Regions from separate parts of the Rattus norvegicus genome. Here region 1 is linked to region 2. The links are chromatin contacts, called in public Hi-C maps. All regions are on one chromosome and are shown on one strand. Each heading gives the region's core, a stretch centred on a gene start, on an enhancer-like site or on the middle of the called end of the contact. The rest is flanking DNA. Distances are from core to core; before and after follow the strand shown.

Region 1 (5,069 bases), core at 1,302-3,801, 130 kb after region 2:
GACACTTCCAAAGGCACCATGTGCCTATGGACACTGCCACTCTTCCAGACTGATAAGGTGACATTTTTATTATTGCCTCTACTACTGAAGGGACCATCACCAAGGAGGCCAATGACCATGAGGTAGTTCAACTTTTTCTCCATCGTCTTTGACTTAGATCTGAGTCTGGGATGGAAACTAGCCACTCTCTGTGGTCAGCCTGTCTCAGGGGGCTCCTCTGTCCCTCCTATACCACCAACTGTGCTTCCAAACTCAGGGGTGTCAGAGTCTCAGTATAAACACAGCAGTGGGGACTCAGGGTGCCACACCACTCCTGCTCTCCTAGGGATCCCTTCCCACGCGTGTACATTCCGTGCTCAGAGAGCACTAGAGGAGAGCGCTGCTTTTAACTGTTCCGAAATTTTTACCTAGTGTGGGTTGAGCATCTGGATTTGATTGGAGGTCATTTGTCCTAACTTAGCACTTCCTATTAATTTCGTGAAGGATTACTATGGAAATACATGATCTAGCAACTGGATTTTTATAAGCTATGCCGAGTGCCATACCATACCTGGGTCAGATTGGATTTATTACTGTTGAGAAGGAAGTCTTGGATTGCGTGCCTTCCTGTGGCTATTGATTTCATTTTGTACCAGCATGTGTGAAATTAGAGGCACAAAAAACCATTCATTCCTCTCCCCCCATCCCGTTGGAATAGTTGTTTTCACTTTATGAAACAAACAGTGAGGGCATTTCATGAAATTCGATGTATTTTTAATGAGTTTTGATTCTCATGCTGGAATGCATTAATATTTTACATGCCCTCCCAGGAAATGCAAGACACGGAGAAGGGACACTGCCTTCAGCTTGTCCAACGGGAACACAGTGCTCAGGGCAGGAGAACTTGAGCTTCAGGCTTTGAAGATCGGTCAGGGGTGAGAGAGCTGGCTGGGGGCCAGGTTTCCTGTTCTTCATTTATTGACAAGGTCACAGTTATTCGATGACTCGGGAGGGGCACGAGTCTTCAAGGAATAATGAAAGCTGGCGAGGGTGTGGCTGGGTGTGAGAAGTGGGACCTTGGGGCCGTGAGAGATACATATACCATAGGCCTTTCCATTGCTAGCCAAGACTGGTCTTTTGGTTTCACCATTCTTCATTCAGAAAGATTGTTTGGCTGGAGACAGCTCAGCCAGCACGGTGAGTGTGCCAGCATAGTCAGTGTGCCAACACGGTTAGTGTGCAAACATGTGAATGTGCCAGCATGGTGAGTGTGCAAGCATGGTGAGTGTGCCAGCATGGTGAGCACAGTGAATGTGTCAGCATGGTGAGTGTGCCAACACGATTAGTGTGCAAGCATGTAGAGCTGTGCCAGCATGGTGGACTGTATTTGATACTAAGAACCCACATTAAAAATGGTGGGTTTGGTGGCATGTGCTTATAGTCTCAGGGGAGGTGGATCTGGTTCTCTGTGGCCAGCTAGCCTAGCCTGCTTATCGGGTTCTAGTCCAGGGAGATATGTTTTATAAAACAAGGTGTATAGTTCCCAAAGAAGGACACCCAGGGTTGTTCTCTGATCTCTACATGAATACAAGTGCACATACAGAAGCATGGATTGCCCGCCCCCAAGCACACACACACACACACACACACACACACACAGAGAGAGAGAGAGAGAGAGAGAGAGAGAGAGAGATCCCATAAAAAACACAACACCAAAGCCATAACATATATGCAAAGGCTTTGTATGGTTTAAAAAAAAAATTCTGACAAAGCACTGTGACACAGAGAACCTCTCAGAGATGCTGATGATTCACTTCCTGTGGGCCATCTGCTGCTGGGGATGGCACCTGCCCTTAGAGCGGTTTGTATCCCTAGTAAGGCTCTGCTGGAGAAAACAAATTCTTAATTTTAATTTTCGAGTGATTATCAATCGGAGGGAGCTTCTGAGTTAGGGATGGGGGTGTGTGTGTCTATTTCTCCCAACACCGGGACCCCATCTAGAACAGTCCAGTGCTGGCCCTGAGCATGCCGATGTAGCCTGTGTGTGTGCGCGCGTGCGTGTTCAGAAAGCCTTTTGGCTCTAGTGTCCTCCACCACCTCTCTTACAATCTTTCTACTTCCTTTGCAAGGTCCCCTCCTGAGCTCTGGGAGGAGGGATTGATAGCGATACTTTGGTTAGGACCGAGTGTCCCGAGGTCTCTCTCTCTCTGCACACAGTATGGCCGAGGGTCTCTGCACTGGTTCCCATCTGCTTCAGAGGAGACGGCTCTGATGATGGCTCCATGAACCTAGCAGAATGCCATTATGAGTCATTGTACAGCTTAGCAAGCATTTTAGCAAAACAGCCCACTTTACGCTATGTGATTTGCGTTAAGGCAGTAGTATTTAGCTTTCCCTGGCCTGTCTTAGTCTCAGGATTTTGGCCACCCAGTGTCGGGCGTAGGTTTCATCTCACGGAGTGGGCCTTAAATTCAATCAGAGAGTGAACTGGCTATTCACACAACGTTAGTCCTGCTATTGCACAAGCGTGTCGCACACGCGGCAGGTCACCACAGTAGGTAGCAGGGTTTACAGCTGGGCTCATGTTACTCTTTCTGCTTTGGTGGCATGAGGAGTACTTTCAAGAACCAAGAACACTAGTCCCTCGGGGCAAAGACTCCGGGGAGGCGCCAGCTCAACTTCTCTGTGTTCAGTGAGTTGTGTAGGGGTTGGCTTTAGCGACGGGGCCTTACTGTCAGTTTCTGGGGAGTAATCAATAACCCTGGCAATAACTCAGGTTGTTTGGGGTTCCCATGGGTCCACTTTGACCAAAAGTTCAATTAGATCTAACCCATTTCTTGTAGTAGAAGCATCGTTTGGTGATAAGAGATGTCCAGTTGAGGCTCTGTCTCTCCCCTGATTTGGACTTCTTTAGAGCACCTTTATATATGTACACATTTTAGCAGGCTTCTACATACGGGGTTTCCATATGACCCCTCAAATAGCCCTTAGTGTTAGCTGTCCTCCCCTTCCCTATTGGACCCTTCTGTTCCAGCTTCCTTTCTCTCCGACCCCGAGCTCTACATATTTGATGTTCACACTGGTTCTTCAATTTACTTGCATTTACACAATAATTCAGGAAGGGAGCTTTGGCAGCTGGCCAGTCCATTCCTAACGCAAAGAGCGCTTCTGCCACCTTGTGGGCACTCCGAGGAACTGAAGGGATTTTTCCACAGGAAGAGGAGAATTTGACGAATTTCATTTCAAATTTACTTCAACAGTTGAGAATTTAGCCAAGTACTAAACAGATTAATTTTTTGCCTTTGTGAAGGCCGGGGCGCCTTTGATCACTTGGTCGTTTTAATGAACTCAATGTGGTTGTTTCCGACTTGGCCTTGGAAGTCTTGGCAGGTCTCCCTGGTTTAAGTGGGAGCCTCCTCGCCTCCAGATTGGACCCCTCAGTTTGGCAGCGCTGTCCTTCCCACTGACAGAAGGTTTACAGAGAGGGAAAAATAATTCTGTTTCAAATTCTGCCAGGGCACGTAAGTTGTTTTCAGGCTGCCATTTATCGTGTGATTCTCTGAAGATTTAATATTTAAGAAAAAACTGCGGTGCACCTGTCTGGGGGAAAAGTGCCTTGTCTTACGGCAGCACAATTTTTACTAAATCAATAAATTAAAATAGCTGTGTATTAGGATCTAGGAGTTGGCTTTCTTCGTTTAAGCTTCCCGCTCTTCATGTGGAGGGGGACTTGTTTCCGGTGTACCCACCTGCCCTCTGTAACCAGCCAGAGATTTCCTGAGGGTTTCTGGCACCGGCTTTGCCCAGCAACCTCCTTGTGGTACTATTTGTGGCCACATCCTAAGTGATTCAGCCACCCGCTATCTTTGGAGCTTTGTTTCATCTCACACAAAGCTCTTTTCAGCTCCACTTTGACATTCTGCTATCATGCCACGGCTCTGCCCGGCCAGAGAGAATAATGTGACCATTCACTATCTGTCTTAGAGCAGAAACGGGCTATTTAGCATTTTGGCTGACAGACTGGATGGTGACAAGAAGAGACCAGGATCCTGCCACTTCTCATAAAGATGAAACATCTTAGCCTTAAAACATGGCTCTCTATGAGTGCGAACTGTTTTTCCATTGGTTCTCACTTTTGACATCGGGCCCAAGTGGCTTGGGTCTTCCCTATGGGGTCCTTCCCTCGCTGTCCTGTTTGTGGTGAGTTTATTGGCCCAGAATTCACTGAAGTTATCGAAAGCTATGGAGACGTTCAGCCAAAGTTGTTGAATACTAAAATCCTGTTGTTGTTCTTGGAAGCTCACGCATGTGTACGGTGAACTTGTCCAGGTTTTCCTTTTTTCTTTATCCTCTTGGTTTCTCGGGCTGTTTTCTATAGCTGGTCCAGTTTAAAAAGCTATTTGTGGTCATATCGGATGTGAGAATAATAGAGAACTCAAGAAAAGGGGGATATTGGATTTGCTTCATGGAATATTTCACACCACTGGTAGCTTCCAGGTCAGAAGTATTTTAAACTGGGGTCCCCACTTGGGGAGCAAGCTTGTGACCAGGACGGTGAAAAACATCCACTTCCAACCAATCACATGAAGTTTATTCAAAAACGACTCGCCTTATGGGGGGAGAGAAAAATGACAACCATGATTTATACTTTACTGATAAATACGTCATTGCCCCACCTTTGCTCAGCCCTAACACCAGCTATACTAATTCCAACCCTTTACTGGGAGTCTCAGGGGAGTGTGTGCACCAGTGTGCTTCCACATTGACAATCGCACTGGGAGTGACCGGAAGTTTCAATAACGCTCACGCTATCTGTGCTTCAACCAGGCCAAAGTAGAGCACAGTTCCTCCTTACACATTTCAGGAGACCTCACCCTTAGACAGTTTAATGTCACTGGAGTTAGAAGCAGTTGTGTCATGGAGAAGAACTCTGCCCGACGTTGGACTTTGAGGGCCTGGTGACATTTTCTTACCAACGTGTGATCTTAGCTGAAGGGACTCTTTTTTTTAAAAAGTAATTTTTTTATTGGATTTTTTATTTGCATTTCAAATGTTATCCCCTTTCCCGGTTTCCCCTCCAGAAACTGGCT
Region 2 (4,902 bases), core at 1,484-3,983:
GGTCAGGTTCATTAATGACACTGAGGCGACTTCCTCATATGCTGAAAGCCAGCATCAATTTGCTGCCGCAGTGAAAATTACTCTGGAAGGTGTTAAACTTGTAAGGACAGCCCCATCACTCCAAGTTAAGCTGAGGGAGAGACCAAATTTTAGTCTCCAGTTCCAGGATGCTCTCTGTGTTCACACACACACACACACACACACAGTTCCAGGATGCTGTGTTCACACACACACACACACACACACACACACACACACACACACCCCTTTTACATTTATTCTTTTTACTTTATGTGCATTGGTGTTTTGCCTGCATGTATGTCTGCGTGAGGGTGTCAGATCATGAAGTTACAGACAGCTGTGAGCTGCCACATGGGGGCTGGGATTTGAACCTGGGTCCTCTGGATGAGCCCTCCGTGCTCTTACCTGCTGAACCATCTCTCCAGTCCCTCTCACTTCTGGGCTTCTATCTGCAGGAGAGACCCATGGTGATATATGGATCATTTAAAAAGAAATGAGGTGGGAAGCCCCTGAGAGACATGGGCTCCTTAACAATGTGCACAGAAGCACTGTGCTGGCACATACACAACTACTACGTAGATCACGCAAATGATGAACGGATGCAAGGGGGCTTGTCATCAGAGAGCTTATAATCAAGAGGGGACCTAACAGTCCACATGAGTCTCATCTTAAAAAAAAAAAAAAGTAACAAACGCCTGTATTGTCACTAAGAGTCGCAAGAAATCTGCTAGGCTGCCTTTCCCTGACTTGGCTTGTGTTGAGTCTGCCATATTGGTTACTTGCACTTAATGTATGCATGTTTTAGCATTATCAATCACTGATGAGATTCAATACCAAGTCACTGAACACCTACTGCACCAGGCTTTATGAGAACAAAGATAAAGGCGGTGGACTCTGCCCAGGAGCCACTAAATAAACTGAAAGGAAGCTAAGCCACCAATACACATAATTAATACAGATCTGAATAATATACGATGTATAGAGGGCCTAACGATCAGGAAAGACATTTGAGTTAGGGCACTGAAGCGCATACAGTTAATACTGTATGGTACAACTTATTGATGGCCAATAGACTGTTACTACTATATGTCACATACATTAACATATGCTGCATGCCACACCGGATTATTTATGTATTACCTTTCTCCTTATTCTGATTTTAAACCTACCCATGTTGCCTAAAGCATCCTTTAAACCTTTAAGAGAGACCCATTTAACAGATGAGAAAACCGAGGTCGTGCAATTTTTCTAGGTTAAGAAGCAAAAGTAAAAATATGTAAGTAAACAGGACCCAAGGGATACACGAGCATTCCACACAGAGGGCACGGACCCATTTCCCAGAGCCATTTCCTGCAGTTCTTTCTTCTGCCCAACACATCCAGTGGGAATAACACACTGTAGCTCTCCTTTTCCGCCAGGGCTTTTCTCTTCCTGGGTCTTAAGTGAACTGTTGAGTCTCATGAAGACGCTCTCAAGCATTTCCACTCACTCCAGGACATGTTATTTAAATCACGGGAGCTTCAGGAGACGTGAGACCGGATCAGATATCCAGGTGGACAAAGCCCCTGGTAGGGTCAAGAAACTAAAGCTACCAGATTGGGGATCGGTTCCTGGATACCCTCCAGGGGATGGCAGCAGTACTCTACTCACCCAGGAGGCGCAATCCCCGGCGGAATCCTCCCCTCCTGACCCCGCTAGCAGCTTGGGAGCTGCCATCTGCTCTTTTACCCTTCACCTGCCATGGCACCCCGCACAACCTGCATCCTAACCCGAGGCATCCGAGCATCGCGGGGCAACCGAGCCCCAAACCCGGTCCAACGCGCGCCGAGCCCGGCCCGCCCCTGGCCAGACACTTACGGTTCCAGTATACCGGGTAGCACTCTCCTTGAGTGACATCCACCTCGTAGAGGCCGCCGCGCACGCACACGGGCTCGATGGTCACCAGCTCCTCCATCTCCGGCTCAGGCCCCACCGCGCGCGGGCAGAAGCCGCAGGCGCGGTCCTCGTCGTCCTCCCTGAAGCTAGAGGTTGGGCCGCACACCCGGTCTCCATCGCGGTCCGCCGACCGGGCACGAGAGCCCGTCGTCTGCAGGAGGCTCCGGAAGGCGAGCTCAATGCGCAGAGAGTCGTAGCCGATGAAGGGCTTCCAGGTCTTCTTGTCTTCCTTGTAGAACCAGCGCACCTCCTCGGGGCCCAGCTCCGTCACTACCTCGTAGCGGTGCCGAGCGGCGCAGCCGCCCGGCCGGGAGCGCTTCCTGTCACCGGGTCCCCCTCCCGCTGCCCCGCCGCCCCCCGAGTTCGGAGCGACCAGCGGCGGCGGAGGCGAAGAAGAGCTACCGCCGCCCGCGCTCTCGCCCTCGCTGTAGTAGCGCAGCGACGAACCCGACTCGGCCGAGCTGAAGTCGTAGTTCTCGTCGCTGAGGCACGGGTCCAGAGCCAGGTGGCTCAAGTCGTCCGCGCCCGGTGCCAGGTGCAGCGGCTCCGCGCGCAGCAGTGACAGCGGCACGCCGTCACCCGGCTGGTGCTCGAAGCAGCAGCCGCCGCCACCGAACACGCCCGCCGCGTCCGAGCCTAGCTCCCAGGCACCGCCGCCGCGGCCGTTACGCTCGGGGCTCCGTGGGGCGCCGCGGCCGGGGTAGTTCATGCCGCCGGCGCTTCCGCCACACGCGCATCCGATGCCGCCGCCCTCTGGGCCCGGACTTTATAATCTTTCAAATCCCCAGCAGGGCAGCAGCTGCGGCCGAGGCGACTCCGCCTCCCCGCCGGCCCCCGGCCGCCGCAGCGCGGTTCCGGGGCCCGCCCCATTGTTACGCAGACCCCCCCGCGTGGGCGGGGCCCGAAAGAGGCCCCGCCCCCAGACCGCGCGCGCCTCCCCGGAAGGCCCGAAGCCACTAGTGTTGCTCCTGCTGGCGCTCGGCGGAGTCTAATGGTTCGCGCCTGGAAGAGGGGGTCAGACGAGGTCGCGGCAGTCTCGGCAACGGTGGAGCCCCTGCCTCAGCTCGCACTGGCTCCGCCCCCTCGCTTCCACGCCCCTGAATGCCAGCCGGAATGAGGTTTTCGCCCACTCATCTTTACACTTTGGGGTCATGAGCCCCAGCTCTATGCCCAGAGGGGCCCTGGAAATTGCTAGCTCACGTCCCTGGCTTTAGGCCTGCCTGAAGCATCCGAAAGACCTGCTTGGTCACCTGGTCTGGCCCTTTCCCAACCTTCAGCCCATTCATAAAGAAGGCACTCCGCCTCTGCGGCTCACCTGGCAATACTACTCCCACTTAGAAAACAGGAGTCCTAGCGTCACTGTGCCAGCTCTTAGGGTTGCTTACTCTCATGTACTTATGCTTCCGGTTCTTTCCGTATTACAGTAAGGCCTTGGATGGAAACCAAGTACCTATGTCTCAGTCTTTCCCCACAGTCTCTGCACATTCGATGTGCCTTGGTTATAAACTAACTGGCCTTGCCAGCCTGGTGTGATAGATTATTAGACTGAAAGAAAAACAAGGTTCTAGACTCAACTTTGCCACCCCCAGGCAAGTCATTTAATCTCCTTCATTTGTTTGTCTTATTCCTTGTGCATAATTAGGAGATCATTGTACCGGGTGATCTCTAGCGATGCCTAGAAGTGATTCTATGGCCTTTAAGCCTTCCCGAGTTTGGCTCGGTTTTTGTTTTTAATGTACCTCCGATTCTGTAACTCACTTCCTGGTTTCAGGGAAACATCGGGGCTTCTTTTTGTTAGATTTTCAAGACAGCGCAAAGAGACAGAAGACAGAGACCAGAGTCTGACATCAACAGAAGTTTATTTCAAACAGAAAGACTCTCCTGAGGGAAATGGGTGTCTTGGAAGGGAGTAAGCTAGCTGGGGTCCTTTATAAAGGCCAGTGGGAGACTTGGAAATGAAATTCTTGCAGCCACAGGGCTATGTGTTGGTCTGTGATGTGTCTTACCTGGATTTGTTTGATTTACAAAAGACCGTTCGACTTGGGTGGCAGGCTCCTCCAGCAGAGATTATCTGGATTGTGGCTGACTGAAGAATTTGGTCAAGGTCAGCTCTATTCCCACAGAAATCCTGTTTTATAGCTGAGGCACTTTGTCACCTCAGACAATTTCTTTTAATTGAAAAGTTTTTATTTTATAGACCCACCCTATCTTGAGAATTGCCGGAAGACAATCTCCAACCTTGCTCTTAGACCAAGAGTAGACAGTCTTCACTGTTAATGTTTTTACTCTTTGTGGAATCAGGTCAGTAGGGCAAGTTGTCTTGCTCTGAGGATGTAACCTGTCAGAGATCCTTCAGAGTCCTTATTTAGATCCGGATCACCTCAGCTGTACACCCGTGCTTTTGTAGGGATGTGGTTAAAAGGCCCTGCTTCCTATGGGCGGATGCGAAGTGATACTGTTGCAATTCCTGCTAAGTAGAGGAGTACAAAGTAGACTTTCTACCAGCAAGGCTCGATTGGCTGGATATCTTGGCCGTGAGCAATCCGCCCGCTTGTACATTATTGCTTCAATGACAAAGCGTCATCCATACTGCCATCTTGAGTTGCTGCATCCCTAATTCTTTCCCAATGTTTCTATTAATAATAATGCAGAGTAAGAAATTGGGTATGAACTGTTTTCTTTCCATGAAGGCATTACCGCACACTGTTCTGATAGGTATCCAGGCACAGACACTTCTGTATAGCTTCTGATGCCAAAGAGAACCAGGAACCTGTAGCTTAGGAGGGGATCTTGATAAGTAAACACCGAGGCTATATTAAAGTGTAATTAAAAGTAGTAGATATCAGTGTTAAGTCTCAAACCCTGGGACAAATGGCCGAGGTGTCTATTTAATATCAAAGCAGATCCGACCTCCAGGTTCTCCCAGCATCCCTCAGTCCCTACCTG

Evidence for each region. A called contact is a pair of places that touch in the nucleus more often than the background predicts.
Region 1: a contact with region 2 is called in a Hi-C map of Schwann cells, with 4 times the contacts expected there. The contact joins the enhancer-like site here to the promoter of Ddhd1 in region 2. A contact is called at or near these places in 5 of 12 Hi-C or Micro-C datasets (the A7r5 cell line, Schwann cells, kidney and 2 more) and 1 of 1 datasets of contacts at active chromatin or transcription factors (oligodendrocytes).

The regions. Positions count from the first base shown.
Region 1 is chr15:21,498,135-21,503,203 of GRCr8, forward strand. No RefSeq gene overlaps it. Among named protein-coding and RNA genes, the nearest start is that of Ddhd1, 130 kb to the left of the region's middle. Within about 2 kb of position 2,552, at least 35 of the 93 cell types and tissues checked have an H3K27ac peak or open chromatin away from gene starts, as enhancers often do. A contact at or near this core is called in Schwann cells, where this site is marked.
Region 2 is chr15:21,367,875-21,372,776 of GRCr8, forward strand. Ddhd1 (DDHD domain containing 1) reads right to left here and starts at 2,734. Exons shown (of 12, transcript NM_001033066.2): 1 at 1,879-2,734. The coding sequence starts at 2,665. LOC108352895 (a long non-coding RNA gene) reads left to right here and starts at 2,945. Exons shown (of 2, transcript XR_001841294.3): 1 at 2,945-3,074; 2 at 3,755-4,902.